Regions from separate parts of the Sus scrofa genome. Here regions 1, 2, 3 and 4 are each linked to region 5. A link is a contact called in public Hi-C, HiChIP or PLAC-seq and promoter capture Hi-C data. All regions are on one chromosome and are shown on one strand. The core of a region is the stretch at or near the end of the contact, and the rest is flanking DNA. Distances in the headings are between cores, read along the strand shown.

What was found. Promoter capture Hi-C pulls out the DNA fragments that hold promoters and counts their contacts. Hi-C and Micro-C count contacts between places; a contact is called where the count stands out from the background. HiChIP or PLAC-seq counts read pairs in DNA pulled down with a chosen protein or histone mark.
Region 1: a promoter capture Hi-C map of liver shows a contact between it and region 5, with 7 times the contacts expected there. The contact joins the promoter of COQ8A here to the promoter of CDC42BPA in region 5. A contact is called at or near these places in 4 of 5 promoter capture datasets (fetal liver, fetal skeletal muscle and liver) and 1 of 47 Hi-C or Micro-C datasets (fetal skeletal muscle).
Region 2: a Hi-C map of skeletal muscle shows a contact between it and region 5, with 4 times the contacts expected there. The contact joins the enhancer-like site here to the promoter of CDC42BPA in region 5. A contact is called at or near these places in 2 of 5 promoter capture datasets (fetal liver and liver), 5 of 47 Hi-C or Micro-C datasets (embryonic fibroblasts, fetal heart ventricle, fetal skeletal muscle and 1 more) and 2 of 2 datasets of contacts at active chromatin or transcription factors (alveolar macrophages and skeletal muscle).
Region 3: a contact with region 5 is called in an H3K27ac HiChIP or PLAC-seq map of alveolar macrophages. The contact joins the promoter of PSEN2 here to the promoter of CDC42BPA in region 5. A contact is called at or near these places in 2 of 5 promoter capture datasets (fetal liver and liver) and 1 of 2 datasets of contacts at active chromatin or transcription factors (alveolar macrophages).
Region 4: a contact with region 5 is called in a Hi-C map of embryonic fibroblasts, with 1.6 times the contacts expected there. The contact joins the promoter of ITPKB here to the promoter of CDC42BPA in region 5. A contact is called at or near these places in 1 of 5 promoter capture datasets (fetal liver) and 1 of 47 Hi-C or Micro-C datasets (embryonic fibroblasts).

The regions. Positions count from the first base shown.
Region 1 is chr10:14,595,690-14,599,376 of Sscrofa11.1, reverse strand. It overlaps COQ8A (atypical kinase COQ8A, mitochondrial), which reads right to left and starts at 2,140. Exons shown (of 15, transcript XM_021064416.1): 1 at 1,985-2,140.
Region 2 is chr10:14,576,841-14,580,552 of Sscrofa11.1, reverse strand. No RefSeq gene overlaps it. Among named protein-coding and RNA genes, the nearest start is that of COQ8A, 19 kb to the left of the region's middle. Within about 2 kb of position 2,017, at least 2 of the 83 cell types and tissues checked have an H3K27ac peak or open chromatin away from gene starts, as enhancers often do. A contact at or near this core is called in skeletal muscle, where this site is marked.
Region 3 is chr10:14,543,075-14,546,962 of Sscrofa11.1, reverse strand. It overlaps PSEN2 (presenilin 2), which reads right to left and starts at 2,291. Exons shown (of 10, transcript NM_001078666.1): 1 at 2,151-2,291. The coding sequence starts at 2,291. LOC100510923 (a long non-coding RNA gene) reads left to right here. Exons shown (of 4, transcript XR_305804.3): 3 at 382-480; 4 at 2,099-2,679.
Region 4 is chr10:14,467,948-14,471,607 of Sscrofa11.1, reverse strand. It overlaps ITPKB (inositol-trisphosphate 3-kinase B), which reads left to right and starts at 2,022. Exons shown (of 10, transcript XM_021064414.1): 1 at 2,022-2,328.
Region 5 is chr10:14,939,498-14,943,497 of Sscrofa11.1, reverse strand. CDC42BPA (serine/threonine-protein kinase MRCK alpha) reads left to right here and starts at 2,510. Exons shown (of 40, transcript XR_002336229.1): 1 at 2,510-3,998.

The DNA of each region.
Region 1 (3,687 bases), core at 891-3,390, 340 kb after region 5:
AAAGCCCACTCTACGTGGCTTCTATCATTCGTTTGGGCAGGGGACACAACCTCTCAGCTTCTCCCAGACAGGTCCCAGGAGACCTCTGGGAACATGGAAGACTCTTTTAAAGAGCTTGACCTAAGCGGTTCTCATCCAAGGTTGATGCTGTTCTCTAGGAGACATGTGGCAATGTCTGGAGACATTTTGGGTTGTCATAACTATATGTGGTGGTAGTGGTGGCAGCACTACTAGCATCTAATGGATAGAGGCCAGGGATGTTGATAAGGTTGAGAAACCCTGCCTTAGGTGACACACAGGGAAATGATCAGACTTCCTTAGTTCACATTTCCTTTGAGTTGCCCGAGATCAGGCCAAAAATCATAACCCTGCTTTGTCTGTTATCTGCAAGGCTGAAAATGCCCCAAACCATTACAGTCTTTTTTTTTTTTTTTTTTTTTTTTTTGTCTTTTTACCATTTCTTGGACCACTCCCTCGGCACATGGAGGGACTTGTTAAAGGGGTCCAATCGGAGCCATAGCTGCTGGCCTATGCCAGAGACACAGCAACACGGGACCCAAGCTGAGTCTGCGACCTACACCACAGCTCATGGCAACTCCGGATCCTTAACCCACTGAGCAAGGCCAGGGATCAAACCTGCAACCTCATGGTTCCTAGTCAGATTCGTCAACCACTGAGCCACAACGGGAACTCCAAACCATTACCAATCTTAAAGATGCTGCTTCTGGAGTTCCCACTGTGGCTCAGCAGTAATGAACCCGACTAGTATCCATGAGGACTCAGGTTCAAACCCTGGCCTCACTCAGTGGGTTAAGGATCCAATGTTGCCATGAGCTTCAGTGTAGGTTGCAGGTGCAGCTTGGATCTGGCATTGCTGTGGCTATGGTGCAGGCCAGCAGGTGCAGCTCCAATTTGACCCCTAGCCTGGGAGCTTCCATATGCTGCAGGTGTGGTCCTAAAAAGACAAGAACAACAAAAAAAGCTGCTCCTAAGAACCACCAGCACCTCCCTTTGTCTCTTCTCTGGAGAAGGGCCCTCCTGCCAACATGACCCACCCACCCATGACAACTGGCAGGCTGGCATCAGGCATGTTCAAATCCCCAGCAACAAGTCAGGCCTGGCAGGCCCAGCCCTTCAGGCTTCTGTCACACACACCTAGGGCCCTAGTGAGCAATGATAAGTTTTCCCATAGGCTGCAGGCTCTAACCAGGAGGAGAGACTGCACAGAAGTCTCTCACCCTGCAGGAGACTGGCACCCCTCACCCAAATACAGAGTCCCAGCACCCAGACCCGCCCCTGCAGCATTCCCCATCCCATAAGGCACCTGGGAGAACCGACCTGGGCTCGGCAGCAGGGCAGAGGCTGGAAAAAGGCACATGTTTAGGCAATTAAGCCCAAACCACTCACAAGACCCCTAGTGTCTGGAGGAAGAGGACGGTCACAGGAAAGCCAACAGAGGAAAGAACCAAGAAGGGCCCCCTTTCCCAAGTTCACTCCAAACCCCACCTGTGAAAGCCAACAGCTGGCTCGGACCAAGGGAGTCAAAGTCCTGACACAAACATGGGGCCGGGGGCAGTTAGCTCCTCTGAGACAGTGCAAAGGGATCTGGGCGTGAAGAGAAATATCATCATGAGAAAGCAAGGCAGGAAAGCAGTACTGGACACCAAGAAACACAACATCAGGTCACCGGAGCTGCCCAGCATACTCCGGGGGCCTAAGGCTTGGGCACGTGACCCTCGTCCCCTCCCAGAGACAGCCCTCGGCTAAGGTGGGAACAGGGGTAGGAGACAGCCGCAGGGCGCCCACCCTGCATTCTGAGGCGCGCTCACCGCTCGGCTGCCAAAAGCCGGAGGCAAATTAAATTCGCAAAAGGGAAGCCGCGCCGTCCCTTGTGAAAGATGCAAGAAGGGCCCAAGCGGGTGGTGAGCCCAGCTCTGGCCACAAGCAGACAGCACTCAGGGCACGCGGAGAGCTGCAGCCTTACCCTGCTGCAGGAAGCTAGGATCCGAAGTCACCTTCGCGCCGCCTCCGCGCACTCGGCGCAGCGCTGGCTCCCCGCACGCGCTCCGGATCTGTTTACCAACTCGCCCGCGCCCGGAGACCCAGCACCCGCAGCCCCGCCCGCGGGCCGCTCCCATTGGCTGCGCCGCGGCCACCGGCCCAGCGCCGCCCAGCAAGGGGCAGCGTGCTCGGCCCGTGCGCTCGACCTGTGGCCAATCGGAACAGAGGGCGGAGAGAGAGGAGCCAATGGGAGACCACCCCAGCGCGCAGGGCCCCGCCCCGTCGTCCCTCCTCGCTGCCCTTTCCCCTACTTGGGAAAGCGGGGCGTTCTGGGCTTGGAGGCCTGGCGCGCGTGCGCCCAAACAATTCCCCCCCCCCCCCCCGCTCCGCGCCCGCCTCGGACCAGGCGGAGGGCGCAGGCGCGGTGACCGGCAGTTGGCTGCTACGTCCCAGACGATGCTCCCCGGGCCTCTGAGCGGGCCTGGAGGGGAGGCAGTGGAAGGAGCAGAGGCAACCGCAGCGGGCCCGCCCCGTGCTCGCCTTATGTAACGAGGACCCCTGTCCCAGTTCCCGCTGAAGGGGGAAGAGCTGTGGGCAGCCTGGGTGCACGTCTGAATCGGCGCTCCGGCTCCACCCACTTGTCGCATTTCGCCGCGGGTCCCTCTTTTGGCTTTGCGGGCAACTGCACGCGCGCGCCGCTGGTGGCCCCGGTCGGGTCGCCCGAGGAGTAGGTCCGGAGCGTGCAGCGTCGTTTGCTCCTGTTAGCGAGAGTCTCCTCGGGAAGGCCCGACCCTCCCCTGAGCCGGGCGACAGGCCAGCACGTGGAAGGCGCGGAAGCGGGCCCGGCGGCGGCTGGCGGCCAGCCGGCTTGGTTGAGGGGTCCTCAGGAGTGAGAAACAGCCGACACAGAGCTGTCCCAAGAGAAAGTGCTTCCTCCAGAACCAAGTGGCCCCAGGTCTCCAAGTCACCCAGAGGTGCAGATTTGAGCCCCGATGGTGTGACAGTTTCCATTCCCCGGTCTGCAGCTCTGTCCTAGGTTATTGGTGGAGCTTGTGAGGAAAAGAGAAATAACAATTCAGTGACTTTCATATAAATATTTATATTCATGCCGAAAAGTTGTCCTTTATTCTGAGACTATTTTGAGGAGTTCACATTTACCATTTTTGAAACATGTTTAATATTACTGCTTAGAAAAATCAAAAGCATTTCGGAGTAGCCATCCTGACTCAGCGGTTAACCAACCCGACTAGTACCTATGAGGATGCAGGCTCCATCCCTGGCCTCTCTCAGTGGATTAGGGATGCGTGTTGCCCTGAACTGTGGTGTAGGTCGCAGTCATATCTCAGATTTGGCCTTGCTGTGGCTGTGGTGTAGGCCAGCAGCCACAGCTCCAATTTGACTCCTAGCCTGGCAACTTCCATATGCTGCGAGTGCAGCCCTAAAAGGACCACAAAAAAAAAAAAATTTTTTTTTTGAAAGCATTTGCATGCTGATGCCTGAAATGGGAGGAGGGGGAATCCAGACGTGAACTGACCTTCACCTTTCCTCATGAACGCTGGAGCCCGTCGTCCCCTACATGGGACCTGAGATGAGGTTCTGCAGCATGGGCCGGTGGGTGGCAGCCCTCTGCTTACCCCTGGGCCGGACCTTGGCCCTGCAGGATATCTCTGTGGAACATTCACTTAT
Region 2 (3,712 bases), core at 768-3,267, 360 kb after region 5:
GGGGAAAACCTCGCACACAGCTCTCGTTCCTGGGGTGGTGGCAACATCTGGTTTTACAAAATTACACACTTCCAAGCTTTTGGTAACAATTACCCAGACATGGAACTGAAGTCTTTTGATGAGCAGTAACTGACGTCTGTACCAAAAATGACGTCCAGTGTTAACCTCACTCCTTGAGGATGTCTCAGACTGCAGCCACCGGCGATAAACGGTACATTTTTTTCCTCTAAAAACATTCATATATTGGAGTTCCCATTGTGGCTCAGTGGTAACAAACCCAACTAGTATCTTTGAGGATGTGGGTTCGATCCCTGGCCTCGATCAGAATGTTAAAGATCTGGTGTTGCTGTGAGCTGTGGTGTGGGTCGCAGATGCATCTTGGATCCCAAGTTGCTGTGGCTGTGGTGTAGGCCGACAGCTGCAGCTCTGATTCGACCCCTAGCCTGGGTACTTCCATATGTGGCAAGTGTGGCCTTAAAAGACAAAAAAAAAAAAAAAAAAAAAAAAAAACCTATAAATAAATAAATGAATAAATAAAAATCATATATTGTTTGTGACCCTGTAGTAGTATTTGAGATCATAAAATCAGCTTTTACCTGAATGTGAAGTTTTTATTTTCAACATTTTTCTTAGAAGGCGAAATGGGGCTTAAATACTTGGAAGGCAATATCGACTTTTTCTTGACTAGTCCCAGGCCTTGACCTTATTTACAACATTAAGATTTTCCAACCTGATGTTCCCTTGCTTTCTGGGCAAGCGTCCCTGAGTATCCTCTCCGGGGCCAAGCTCCTTGAGAGCTGGGACCACATCTTGTGCCTCTTTCATAACCCATGTCTTCCTCATGCTGAGAGGGATTCCAGAGCTTCCCAAAAGCTGGTGGATGGCCCATGGAAATTTCCACAGCAGCTGCTTGGTCCCAGCCCCTCCACCTGAGCCCTGGCCTGCAAGCCCTCCCAGCCCAAGGACACTGAGCCTGGCTCCAGGTCAGGCCTGAGGTCTATTTATGACTCTTTATCTCAGGAGGAGTGCCTGGGCCCCTTGCACTCAAGAAACCTCCTCCTCTTCTCACCAGTCAACACGCGTCCCTGTCTAGAGGACAGGAAAGCAGTGCGGCAAGAAACATACTCTCTGATGGATGGCCCCAGTGTCTCCCCACCTATGGCTTATTCTTCTCATTTGGGGGCCCAGATCCTTCCATGGGAACAAAGACAACCTCTGACAGTCAAATAAAATATCTTGGAAGTTCCTGTTGTGGCTCAGCAGTAATGACCCAGACTAGTACCCATGAGGATGCAGGTTCGATCCCTGGCCTCGCTCAGTGGGTGGGGGATCTGGCATTGCTGTGGCTGTGGCTGTGGCTCTGGTCAGCAGCTGTAGCTCTGATTTGACCCCTAGCCTGAGAACTTCCATATGCCTCAGGTGAGGCCCTAAAAAGCAAAAAGCAAAAAACAAACAAATTTTATGAACACTGATGAGCTTATTAATGAGTTTGTTTCTCACATGCTTCCCCTCACCAAGGAAAATTTGTCTCCCAAGCAGGAGGAACATCTTCCCCACTCCCACCAGGGAGCTCAGCTCATGGGCGGAACAAGTTATTGATTAACTCCCAGATCCCTGTGGGAGCCGCTCAGGGAAGAGCTGAGCCCACAAGGGACCAGGAGCACACGGTGCCTGAGGAATGATGCTGCTTCCAGCCCCATGGCCTTGCTCTCCCCTCCCGGGCACGGAGGCAGGGACCAGGAGCCAGAGAACCTGAGATCAGAGCCGCTCTACCGTGACACCAGGTCCCTGAGGTACCTCACATAACCTCTCTGGGCCTCAGGGTTCTAAGGTGCCAAATACCTGACCTACCTACTTAATTCTTAATTTAATTTTATATTATCACCATTATTTTTTTAGCAGTGGCCACGTTTGGTGTGTGACTCAGATGTCAGGTGAAACCTCCCTAGAGAGTATTGGTTCCAGGGTCCATGCCACAGCCTGGGGGAGCCTAAAGCCCTCCTGCTAAGGCTTGGCCACATCCCGGGAAGTGGGAGGAGGCTCATGTGCACAGTCACCTCTGGCCCCGAGGCCCTGCCACTGCCGAGTGCCAGCAGTTTGTGGACTGTCTGCCACCTGCGTGCTGTCCCGTCCCAGGCTGTGCAAACCCCTTTAACAAGGGGACTGGACAGGATCTACATAACTCCAGATTAAATGTTAGACACCTCTGTCCTCGGAAGTTCTTTAGCTGTCCCATCCTATGGGGACTCTGTCAGCTGGCCATCTCCCTCACGGTCCCACTTAGTGGCTTTTTCGTCTCCTCGCCTTCTTGTCTCTCCTCCTAGCCTTTCCCTTTCCGACTGCCTCCGGAACTCCAAATTCTCCTCACTGTATTCGGGAGAGTCGTTTATTTCTCTCCCATTCCTTCTGCCAAACTCAAGCATTCAGACCTTGTTGAGGTGGGAGATCAGCCCTTCCAGGCGGCAAGATCCACCTTTTGGTGTACCAGGCTGTTGTGGCTGTAAAGTTGTCCCCCCCCCTTCAGTCTCCTTAAATTGTGATGCGGTTTCCGCTAAATTCTTTCTATTTTTATTTTTATTTTTATTTTGTTTTTTAGGGCTGTGCCTGCAGCATATGGAGGTTCCCAGGCTAGGGAACAAATCGGAACTTCAGCTGCTGGCCTACACCACAGCCAGAGCAACGTGGCATCCCAGCTGCGTCTGAGACCTATACTGCAGCTCATGGCAACGCCAGATCCGTAACCCACCGAGCACGTCCAGGGATCAAACCTGCAACCTCATGGTTCCTAGTCATATTCGTCTCCGCTGCACCACGATGGGAACTCCAGGTTTCTGCTAAATTCTTGCTGAAACAACAATTCCATTCCTTAGAATGCAGAGAAAACGAAGAGGAGCAGCATTTTGGATCTAATTCTGCACAAACAGGCCAGTCTGCCCAGAACTTGAAAATCAGAGACAGCTCAGCGCCACTCAGGAGTCTGGATAGCTGGGAAGGGCTTGCTGGACCGTCCAGTGTGCAACAAGACTCAGGAAGGAGACTCTCAAGGTATTTGGAGAAAAGGTAGGTGTGACTGATCTTGTGATACAAGAATCAAAGAGCTCAAGCAGGACCAAGTGAGTTTCTAAATTGCTAATGATCCCATAGAGGGAAAAGACAAAAGCAGTTCCACGGTCAAGGACACCTGCAGGTAGGTGAATGGGGCAGCAGGGTATTCCTTCCCGCACATCCTCGTCACGTGACTTCCAAGCTCCTAGGAGTCTCCTCCATTCCCCTTTCGAGGCTGACCCGCCAGGCACACAGATCTCTGCTCGCGCTCCCTCATTGGCTGGAACCCAAACACACGGCCACGCCCACCTGTGGGGGAACCTGGGGAGTGAAGTCTAGGGGCGCGCTCAGAAGGAAGGAAAACTGTCCTGCAGCTGAATGTCTCTGCCACACACTCCGTCAGCGTTCCTTATTAAGAATGGAAAATTGAGGAACAATCTCGACATGAGACACTGAAGCTCGAGTACCCAAGGAGGTTGTAAGACCTCAGCACCCTGATGCCCCAAAAGAGCTCAGATGTTCTGACCTGGATGAATTATCCCCCAGGGTACTGAGGGGGCTCGCAGACAAGCTCACATCATCTTTGGGAGACTGTGACAAACCCAAGTGTCGCTGGAAGCCAAAGACGCAGGCGCTGTCATCCTGATTTTCATCAAGACTAAAACCT
Region 3 (3,888 bases), core at 1,042-3,541, 400 kb after region 5:
AGAAGGGTGACTCTCTTTGTAATCAAGACACGGGGAATTTGCAGAGGAAGAAATGACTTTGAATTTTCTGTGCCCCCCTCCCGCCCCCGCCCCCCCTAAATCCAGCATGCAACATTTGCAGCTCTGAACCAAAGAGGCGAACTGAGCATCAAGCCCGGGGAGGATCTGGGCCATGGGAGGTGGGAGAGCGAAACGAGGAGGCAGCGAAGGAGGATGGGGGACGCCTGCCAGATGCTGGCACAAGCTGATCTGCAAGAACCTGTTTTGGAATTGTGATCATTCAGGGTCATTAGCTGCCTTGTTAATTATGTGAACAGCCAAGACAAAGCCAAATGAAACGAACATTTAAAATGACTGTTCTTTGGTGTCTGTTCTTTGCAGAGAGAATTTCATCTAGATATTCAGTTGAGAAGGAAGGGAAAACAACTAAAAACAACTGAGATGCGCAAAAACTCCAGGAAAGAAAAGACAAAGAAACGAGTAAGAAATGGCTCCGGGGAGTTCCCGTCGTGGCGCAGTGGTTAACGAATCCGACTAGGAACCATGAGGTTGCGGGTTCGATCCCTGCCCTTGCTCAGTGGGTTAACGATCCGGCGTTGCCGTGAGCTGTGGTGTAGGTTGCAGACGCGGCTCGGATTCTGAGTTGCTGTGGCTCTGGCGTAGGCCGGTGGCTACAGCTCCGATTCGACCCCTAGCCTGGGAACCTCCATATGCCGCGGGAGCGGCCCAAGAAATAGCAACAATAACAACAACAGCAAAAAAAAAAAGACAAAAGACAAAAGACAAAAAAAAAAAAAAAAAAAAAAGAAATGGCTCCGGGAGTTCCCATCATGGCTCAGTGGTTAACAAATCCAACTAGGAACCATAAGGTTGCGGGTTCAATCCCTGGCCTTGCTCAGTGGGTTAAGGATCTGGCATTGCTGTGAGCTGTGGTGTAGGTCGCAGACAAGGCTCGGATCCTGTGTTGCTGTGTCTCTGGCATAGGCCAGTGGTCACAGCTCCGATTCAACCCCTAGCCTGGGAACCTTCATGTGCTGTGGGAAGCGGCCCTAGAAAAGGCAAAAAAAAAAGAAAGAAAGAAAGAAAGAAATGGCTCTGGAGTAGCTATTCCGTAGCCTTGAGCTGATGAGATCTCTCTTGGAGCCCAGAGGAGGACAGAAGGGAGCTCAAGTTTCAGCAAAGGAGAACAAGGCCTACTGGAATAAAGAAATCCTACAGGTGAAATGGAGATGGGAATTCAGGCAGATTCAGGTGTAGTTTTACCCTGATGGGGAGGAAGGTGGCTTGGCTGGTCACTCTCCCACATATATCCTCCAGTTCATAATGTAATAATCTGTCCTGCAGGCTGCAGAGGTTAAGACCACACAGTGCAGCCCACCCCTCCTGCTATGGGCTTGACGTCTGTGTCCCCCGAATTCACAGGCTGTGATGATGTTTGCAGGTGCAGCCTTTGGGAGATGACTAGGTCATGAGGGTGCAGCCCTCATGAATGGGATTCGTGCCCTTATAAAGGGGGACCCAGAGAGTGCCCTCCCACCTTCTGCCACGTGAGGATACAGAAATCAGCCACCTATGAACCAGGAAGTGGGCTCTCAACAGAATCAGAGCTGCCAGCACCTTGACTTTGAACTTCCCAGTCCCTAGAGTAGTGAAAAATACATTTCTGTTGTTTATAAGCCACGCAGGCTACAGTAATTTTGTGCTGGTGGCCTGAATGGACGAAGACACATAACCAGCTCCAAAGCCAAACGTGAGACAGGTATACCACTCTCCTGGTTACCATGTCTGGCCATCTACCAAAAAAGTTCTCTCCAGCAATTTCCTCAATTTCCTAGCTTCTGTGCTGCCTGTCCCAGCATCCAAACTCACTCTCTGGTTCCTATTGAAACAGTAACCTGCACTAGGAAGGGGAACCCAATGGGCAGGGCCAGGGCGGAAGGAATCACTCAGCGCCCTGCAGAGTTGACCTTTAACAGGCTGTGTACGTGCAGAGTCTACTGTGAAGCCTTCACAGACTTAAGATCCACTCAGCAGACCACCTGTCCTTTCAGCCAATTCTCATCTGCTCTTTCCCTTCCCTCCTGTTTCTATCCATTAGGTACGGACCCAGGGCCCTGTCTGGGGGCCTCAGACCACTGGCAGGAACCTACCCACTGAGCAGCACTCTCTCCATCCTCCAGGCCCTGCCTGCCTTCCTGGCAGGAGCGAGGCGTGGGGCTCTCGGCCGACATCAGGGACGTCCGCTCGTCACACACTTCTTCCTCGCTGTCAGAGGCCATGAAAGTGAGCATGGCCCCTCCTCCGAAAGTGCCTGGAAAAGGAGCACAGCGGACTCTGTTCCACTTTCCTACAAGGCAAAGGCAGAGGAGGGTGAGAGGCAGCTTTAAGACCTGGACTCAGGTCCTGCCCAAACTGACCACCTAGGACACAAGTGTCAAAGGGCTGCTATAAAGCCACGGTCCCCAGGGGCCACCACAGAGGCTGTAGCAGCCTCAAGAGGGACTGGCCAGAGGAGATCCAGTCCATGGGGCAAAACTCCCAACCAAAAATGTCCTGGCCACTCCAGACTGTCAGTACACTCACTTATTGAATCAACAAACACCCGTTCAGTACCCATAATGTGCCAACACTTTTGTCCTAAAACCAATAAAAACCAGCTATCCAATGTGACAAATGATATAATCCAGGTGTTCACCAAGAGGTACTGAAGCACAAAGAAGAATTACATCTCAGAGATCAGGAAAGCTTTATAGAGACGATAACGTCATCTGATGGAGACAGACTTTCCTAGGTGGGAGGGAAGGGCAGAGGGTGTGAAGAATGTTCTAGCCAGAGCCTGGCACTGCTGGGGCTTGGGGAGAGGTGCTGTGGAGGGTCTCTGGTGCCATGTTAAGGAGATATACTTCATCCCCCAAGGACAGAGGTGACAGATCAGATCTCTGGTTACAAACATATCTGGCAGAGTTCCTGTTATGGCTCGGCAGAAAAGAACCTGCCTAGTATCCGTGAGGACATGGGTTCAATCCCTGGCCTCACACAGTGGGTTAAGGATCCAGCGTTATTGCAAGCTGTGGTGTGGGTCACAGATGCGGCTTGGATCTGGTGTTGCTGTGGCTGTGGTGTAGGCCAGCAGCTGCAGCTCCAATTTGACCCCTAGCCTGGGCACCTCCATATGCTGCAGGTGTAGCCCTAAAAAAATAAATATGTCTGGCCACTGACTAAGAAAGGGGTAAAAAGAAGAGAGGGAGACAATCATGGGAAGTGAATCAGGCTTAAGGTGGCAGCAAGATGGATGAGAGCGAGGGCAGAGAATCCAGAAACAGTGGGAGGGAGACAGTCAGGGTCAGAGGTGGGGGATGGAACAGGACAGAGTCCAGGACGGGTAAATAACGGTTAATCTGATCCAGGAACCTACTGAATGTAAATGGGCGAAAAGGGGCAGCTGCCTGGGGTGGTGGGGAGAGTGCCCCGTGTCGGGAGCAGGGGAAGGAGATGAGAGTCATGAGTTGAGAAGTGGCAGCCACGGGAGCAGTGAGCCAAGACCACGAGAAGCGAGCACGTGTGTGTGTGTGTGTGTGTGTGTGTGTGTGTTGGGGAAGTATAGCTGAGGGCAGGACTCACAGGAAAACCAAGGCTGAAGGGACTACACAGGACGGAGCCGGTCCCTGAAGACGCTGTGCTGCCCCAGTGGTGTGGTTGGAGCACCACGTGGGCGCCAGGCAGTCCCAAGCCTTCCAACCCCCAACAGGACAGCTGAGCTGCCAGCAGGGCCAGCGTCCCTGTCACTAGCCTCCCTGAACCCTGGGCCGAGCCTCAGGCCACAGGGACAGCCAGGGCTGCTCTCGGCTCCAAGTTCCTCTCCACGTCAGTTGCCCCCAGAATCGATGA
Region 4 (3,660 bases), core at 773-3,272, 470 kb after region 5:
CCAGAAATTATCACGCTAAGTGAAGTCAGCCATACAATGAGACACCAACATCAAATGCTTTTACTGACATGTGGAATATGAAAAAAGGACACAATGAACTTCCTTGCAGAACAGATACTGACTCACAGACATGGAAAAACTTATGGTCTCTGGAGGAGACAGTTTGGGGGGTGGGGGGATGTGCTTGGGCTGTGGGATGGAAATCCTGTGAAATTAGATTGTTATGATCATTATAAAACTACAGATGTGATTAAAAAAAAAATCTGGGAAGGTGACTAGATTCTGTTTCAAGAGGTTAGCCAGCCATGTGGGATCCCAGATATGGATTTTTCTCCATCTTCTCCCCCCTCCTTGCTGTCCTGGATAGCACAGTTAGAATTTTAGACTGGTAGAATTATCTAGCTCTACCTCCAGTCCCAGGCAGGAATCCCTTCTGCATGCCACAACCTGACCAGTTGCTGACTACGTTCTGAGCAAAATTCTTCAGGCTGACTCTACATTCAGGGAAACCTGAATTTCTCAATTCTAGGGAAGGCCTGTGAAGTCTAGCTATGAGGTGACAGTGAGATTTCCCAGAGGCTGGGAAGCTAAGTTTCTGTGTTCACCGTATGTATCACTCAGCCCTTCAGTTGTTTCTACCATGACACCTGATGTGGGTGTTTGTATCTCCTGTGATAGTCAGAAATAAACTCCCTGGAGTGGGTCTCTCGAGAACTGGCAGCTCCTGTTTCTTGCCACTAGGGCACTGAATTAGGGGCAAGGATAGGGCTGACTTCTCTGCCATAGCAATTGCCCAGGTCCTGAGGCAATATCTGAATAAACTCTAGGCTCTTTTTACTTAGCCCCATGGGGGGGGGGGGAGAAGAGGAATTAGACCCAATCCTTTTAACATAGCATGTTAAAAACATAAAAACAGACAGGACTCAACAGTGTCTGATTCCAGGGAATTCTTGGCTAGAAGATGTCTTGGTTTCAGATTTAAATGAGTTTTTTCCTGAGGGAGCAGCAGGTTGCTTTGCTCACTTAAACAGCATTGTTACAAACAAGCAAGAGCAGAGTCAAAATTTCCAACTAAACTCTGGTTAATAGGAACATAAGGACTGATGCTGGGCTTTAGAGTTTTACATTTCTTGAGCCTGGCAGCTGTATTTTCCCTCTTTCCACTAAATGCTATAGTTTAGGGTTTAGGGAATTATGCAAAACACACTTGCAGCATCAGAGCTTAAATGGGGTAAGATCCTTGCCCAGAGGTATTTGCTGATGATGGAGGAAAAAGTCTCTTGAAAATGATCCAGCTGCAGGAGACTGAGCAAAGGGTCCCCAGCCTTCTTAGTTCCAGGCCTATTATTTTTCTTAAAATAACTTGGAGAATTAAGTGCAAAAACATGCCAATGTCACATTTGCTGTGTGCATTTAGTAATAAAAAACATGTGCAATGCAAAGGCGTGTTTATTCAACTAGCAATTGCACTGCAAAACTATCAACAGCTCACAGCCCAACCTGCCTTCCAAAATACGACCGTGATGCATTTAAAATGTGCAACTGCAACGGAGGTGCCCACAAAGTACCTTATTCGAATTTGCATATTTGTGTACAAGGACACAAACAGTTTATATAGGGCTTTAGTTCGTTTTAAATGCTAAACAGGCCCCCATGATTTGCTTTGCTTAAAATGCACACTCAAACTTTATTAAAAACATGTTTCAAAAAAAGTTTCATAAAGCTAGCCACCAGCGAGGCTCGCTGGAGGGGTGGAAAATGGATCGTGTATCTTTAACCCGCAGAAGTTAAAAGGTTTTCTTTTTTTGTTAGCTAACAATGGAAACTTTTTTTTTTTTTAAGTGTTTCCCTCCCTCGGTCTTGCCAAGCAATAGAAAAAAAAAAAAAAAAAAAAAAGAAAAGAAAAACTTGTTCCGCTGAGTTCAACCCCAGACAGGCTCACAACTTCCTTCCTGCTTTCCTCCCCCAAGCCCCCGCCTTTCTCCCTCCTCCCTCCTCTCCCCCACCCCCCAACTTTTTTTTTTTTTTTTTTTTTTTAATCGCACATTGAACAAACACTGAAGTGGCCTGGAGCAGACACTGACAGGGGTAGTATCTCCGCGGCTCAGAAGGGCGTGCAGGGCCGGCCGGCGTCGCCACCGCCCGGATCTCCGGCCCCTACCGAGGAGCTTTCCGCCTTCTTTTCCACTCCTATTTTTTTGGTCTTCCAAAAGAAGTCAGGAAACCATTTCTGAGCTTTTTGAACTTTTAAAGCCATCTTTTTCCTACGCGGTCTGCGTCCCTGGGCCATGTAGTCTGCACAGGACCCGGGAATCTGAGAAATTGCAGGTAAGTTTGGCGGCTTTTTAAATGGCCCTCGCCTCCGAACGCGGTTTCCCCTCACTCTCTGCTCGGGAGAGAATCTGAGGGTTCCGGGTTCTGAAAAAGCGCAGAGAAGTGGGCCGGGGAGACGGGCAAAGAGGTTTTGACTGGGGACGGTGGCGTGGAGTAGGGGTGTGAGCACAGGAGCCAGAGACAAGTTTTCGGCGTTTCTCCTGCTCGCCTTCCGGGCCACTGACTTCCCGCCGCCTCCCCGGCGCGCTGCAGGCGTCCCCCGGCTCCGGCCGCCGGGCGAGGCTGCCCAGGATGCGGAGAAGCCTTGTACTCGGCTGCGCCGCCCAGGGGCTTAGAGCCGGGCCCCGGGAGGTTTGCAGAGCCTGGGCCCCCGAAGGCTGCAGCCGCGCACATCGCAGAGTCCCTCGGAGGGGGCGCGGGTCCCGGTGCCCGCAGAGGCAGTAGCGTCCTCCCGCACAGGGCGTGCGGAGCGCGGACTCCCGGTACCGGCGCGCGCGCACAGGCGCGCGCACACACTCACACACTCACTCACACACACACACACACACACACACACACGCCCCTCCATGGGGGGCGACGGCAGGGGGCGGCGAGTATTGGTTCCGGTACAGGGGACGCGCAGCGTCTCGGCCCCGAGCGCGCGCAGGCGCGCCCACACACAAAACACACTTGTTTGGGGACTGGCGACAAGGCCAGTGCTGGAAAAGGCCTTGGCTGCTGCCCCACCGCTCGCCCAGGCCGTCGTAGGCCTAGGGAAACAGCCCCAAGGCCAGGGTCAGGAAGGTAAACGGCAGGCCACGCAGAGGTTCCCCTCCAAGACCCGGGCGCAGGCAGCGGCCGGGGAAGGCAGGTCCCGCTCAGGTTTCCTCTGAGTCGGTCCTTGTTGGCCAGAGAGAGTGGAGCGGGGAGATCCCGAAGCCCAGGGGCGGGGGCTGCCCTGTTATACCTGATTGAACCAGGGTTTGCAAAGCCGAGGAGACCCAGTGGTGGTGAAGGGGGGAGTCCTCACTCTCAGAGAGGTCGCAAGAGCCGCGCTCCGCACGCAGCCCGCGTAGGAATTAAGTAGTTGTACGGCATCCTCCGCCGGTGCTCTTGGCTCTGGAGACGAATCTTAGAATTTGGAATCTGAAGAGACCTCCAGGCGCATCACAGCCTGGGGCGAGGGGTGGGAACGCACTCGGGAAACGCACACCCGCAACCGCGCTAGCGCCGGAGGCCGCGGAGTTGTGTCTTCGCCTGGCGGCATAGCCCCTAGAAGTGAGACGTCCAGTGGCACCCGCTTCCGGACAGATGGGGGTTCCGCGGGCCGGGGCCGTCCTAGTTCCC
Region 5 (4,000 bases), core at 1,261-3,760:
CAAGGTAAGAGTGGGCTGGTTGTTATCAATATTAACTGACGGATTAATTCTGCTCTTAGGCCAGAACTGGAGGCTTCCTTGGACCAGGCTTAAAGACTCTTGCCTTAATCTTTTCACTCTCTTATCTCTCTGTCCTTTCCTGCCCTGTTTCCTTTCTGAAAGGTCAAAATAATTCCCAGCAACTTCCTAAAACTTTTTCTGATTATTTCAAACACACTGTGCTTGCAGTGGTATACATCAAGTCTCTGGGCCCCCCAGCAAAATTTCACAAAAGAGACCTCCTCGAGGCTCTTTATGCAAAGAACACCCTGCCATGCAGCCTGTAGCACTCATGTTTTGCAGAAGCACTTCAAGCACTGTGGGGCTGCTGGGGCTGCGCCTTTCTTTGGCTTGAGACCGGTTTCATTAACAAGCATGTTCACACTTCAACCGGAACATTTAAAATAACACCCACACAATGTGTTTAGTGTCTAGTTAATTATTAAGTCTCTGAGCTTGAATTATTCAAGCAAAATTGATTGGGTTCAACCTTCCTACTTCTCTTTGTGCCTTTTTTTTTTTTTTTGAAATAAAGTAAGTTCTCCCTTTACTGTCTAAATAATGTGGAAAAGGTTATTAAGCAACCATCAATACCCTAGACTGTGGGTGGCTCCTGAGTGCTAACAGCATAGGTGGCAAGGACCAGCAGCGTGACTCTTTTGTTAACGTATCTGTATCTCATATATATTCACTGTTAATTAGCATTTATTGTGATCTAATATGGCTTAGGTTCTCTCTTAAACTCTTCTTTAGAGTTATTTACACGTTGGACAAGTAGGTATCTTGGAGCCAGCTCTGTGGTGTCAAAGCAGAGAAATCGCTTCTTTCTTTGTTACCCGACCTCATGGTCAAGTGAAAGGGTAAAAGCATTTTGGCTTCACTGTTAAAAACCATGCTGTTGAAGAATAAGGGCTGACCAGAAAACAGGCTCATTATATATTAAGTGAAAACAGGAGGCTCTAAAACTGTCTTTTATTGTGTAACACTTTTATTAAAATTCATAGGAAAAAGACTTTAATAAACACCAAAATATCATGTGTGTTAGGATTAAACTTTTTGCTTTTCTACTACTTTTGTAACTAGCCAACACACACATGTAAAGATGTTCTGCCTAGAAATGATCCATCTTTTGTCTGAGGCTATGTAAATATCTCTCTTGTGTTAAGAGCTTGTTGGAAAAAGAATGCTGTGCATTTAAGCCACACCAAGTGTAGATTTCACAAAAGATTCACAATGTTTTGTGAATGACAGCAATTTGAATAATTAATGTTAGGTTTTATTTTTAGACTTCTAGACCCTGATTTCTAGTTCTTCTTCAGCTTCCCTATGGGCAATTGTGGGCATGAACATAGTAAACCTAACTGCCTCACGGGTGTAGGAAAGGAATATAAAATAAATGTATTTTGGACAAAAATTATGGAGGAGATGGCAGTTTTGAGAAGGAAATGACAGATATGCAGTGACCCAGTTTAAGGATACATTTAAATGTGGGCTCTTCCATGAAAAATTTGTAGAGCGTTCTCTCCTAAAATCGAGATTCAAAAAACCTGGAAGGTCCTAATTGCATCAGGAACTGTACCTGATGAATGACCTGCCTTTGCTGCCGGGTTTCTGTGCTGTGCCGTGGGGTTACGTGCGCGCCCACGAACAGGGGATGGAGATTTGACGATAGGGGACTATCTGACTCCCCTTCATTGGCTGAATGCCTCGTAGGTGGTAACCTTCGCTGGGAATAAACAGGCAGCCGCTAGAATAGTTGTGGAGAGAAAACACTGTGCTCTACAGAGGGAAACTTTTGGGAACAGACTAGGGAATTCTACTCTCGCGCACACACTCAGGACTTGGAGGGTAGCGCATACAAGTCTGTCATTGTATTTGTCCTGGGTAATGACACAAGAGGTGGTGCAATTAGACACCAAGGAAATCATTACTTCGGAATGCTTGCGAACTGAATTTGGGGGGCGAGAGGTGAGCAGGTAGAGATGGTGAGAAAGACACGGTCTTTTACGGAGGTGTTGAAAGCCTTATGCTGTCAGCTTCTGCGTCCCCTTAGCAAACGCGCCAGTCAGGTGGTGCCTCCGAGGACCAGGAGGAAGCCCCGCTTCGCGATCCGTACGAACCAGAAGCCTCGAGGAACCGGGAGCAGCAGCGCGGCGGTGGCGCAGTTCCCAGCCCGCGCCCGGGTCCTCCCGCCTCCAGACCGTCCGCTCCCGCCGCCGCCGCCGCCGCCGCGGCCTCGCTAGTCCTCCCGTATCCCTGCATTCCACGTTGCGGCTGCCGCAGCCTGGGCTGCCGAGGCGTCCCCACCCTCCCCTCGGGGTGGTGCAGGCGCCCGCGCCCCCGCCCCCACCCGCCCAGGGCCTGGGCTCGGCTCTGCGCGGCCGCAGGACCGGACCCCGCCGCGCCGGCTGGGCTCGGGCGGGGGCGGGGCGGGGAGAGGGCGTGTGCGCGCGTGTCGGGGGAGGGGGCGGGGGCCGCCATATTGGATCCGGACTCGTCGGCGAACCTCCGCCTGCGCGCGGCGGGCCTGGAGCAGCCTCGCGGAGCCCAGGGCGCGAGCGCGAGAGGACGGGGAAGGCGGGGGAGGGGTGGAGGGAAAGGAAGGGAGTGGCTGCGAGCCGGGCTGCGGCAGCCCCTGGTCTCCTTACCAGCGGCACCAACCCCTCCTCCGGCGCCTCGGCCGCTTCCCTCCTTGCCGGGGAAAGATGCCCTTAACCCCGGGGTGTGAAGAAGGAGGAGAACTAGCTGCCGGAGCCGCCCGCGCCCTCGCCGCCGCAGCTGCTGCCGTCCGCGTCCTCTGAATCCAGAAAAGCACCTCCTCGCCCGGGCGTCGGGAGCGTCGGCGGGCGGGCGGCCGCGGTGCTGGTGAGGGGGAGACCGGGCTCTCCGCCCGGCGCGGCCCAGGCCGGCGGCCCAGCGACCACCGACATGGAGCGGGCTCGGGCGGCCGAGTAGCCGCCGCTCCCGGAGCCGGGGGCGAGTGCCGCCCGCAGCCAGTCAGGCCCCTGGGAGAAGCGGGGAGAAAAATGAAGAGTTTTCATCGTAATCCGTTGGAAATGGGACTAACTGCAAAGCCTTAGGAAGAAGGAGCTCAGGAGGAGAAAGGAAAAGCCTCCTCCGGGGAAGACTTGGCGTGCTCCGAGCCCAGGGCTGCTTCTGGGACCTCGCCACCTCCCTTTCCCGCTGGAGAAATTGCCGCTGAGGCGTTATCCCAGTGGTGGTTGGGAGGATTTGCAGCAGAATTTTTGGTTTTCCCTCCCCCTTATATACATTCTGGTTTTTTCCTCCCTTTTCGGTTTTCCTTCTGCCTGGGAAGTGAATTGCTGATGCAGATCGGACTTAATTCATTAATGATGCAACCGGATTCGTTTCAGGATTATGTTGCACGAGTTGAATTTTGAATGAAGGAGAAGAGTTTTTTTCTTTTTTCTTTTTTTCCCTTTTTTAATAAGAAGTGTTGACTCTTTGGTTCGCTGTACTTTTTAATTATTTTATTTAAATATACGACTTAATTGTATTATTCTTTGAAAAATGTATTAAATATCTATTTTATGATAACTTTCCCTCAAGATATATGTATATGTGCGAAATTGAAGACGCTTCAGTTAAGTGAGGTTCCTGGTGGGTTGGATGTTGCATTCAGCCCCGGCACTGCATGACAGTTGTTTGAATAACAAGTGGTTTATTTTTAAAACCACAGCTTTTACAATTTAGGATCAGATAATCATAGTCAAAGTCGTTCTAGTTATTGCAAGAAAACCCAGCCGAAATTGAAGCAAACATGTCTGGAGAAGTGCGTTTGAGGCAGTTGGAGCAGTTTATTTTGGATGGGCCGGCTCAGACCAATGGGCAGTGCTTCAGTGTGGAAACGTTACTGGATATCCTCATCTGCCTTTATGATGAATGCAATAATTCTCCACTGAGAAGAGAGAAGAACATTCTTGAATACCTAGAATGGGGT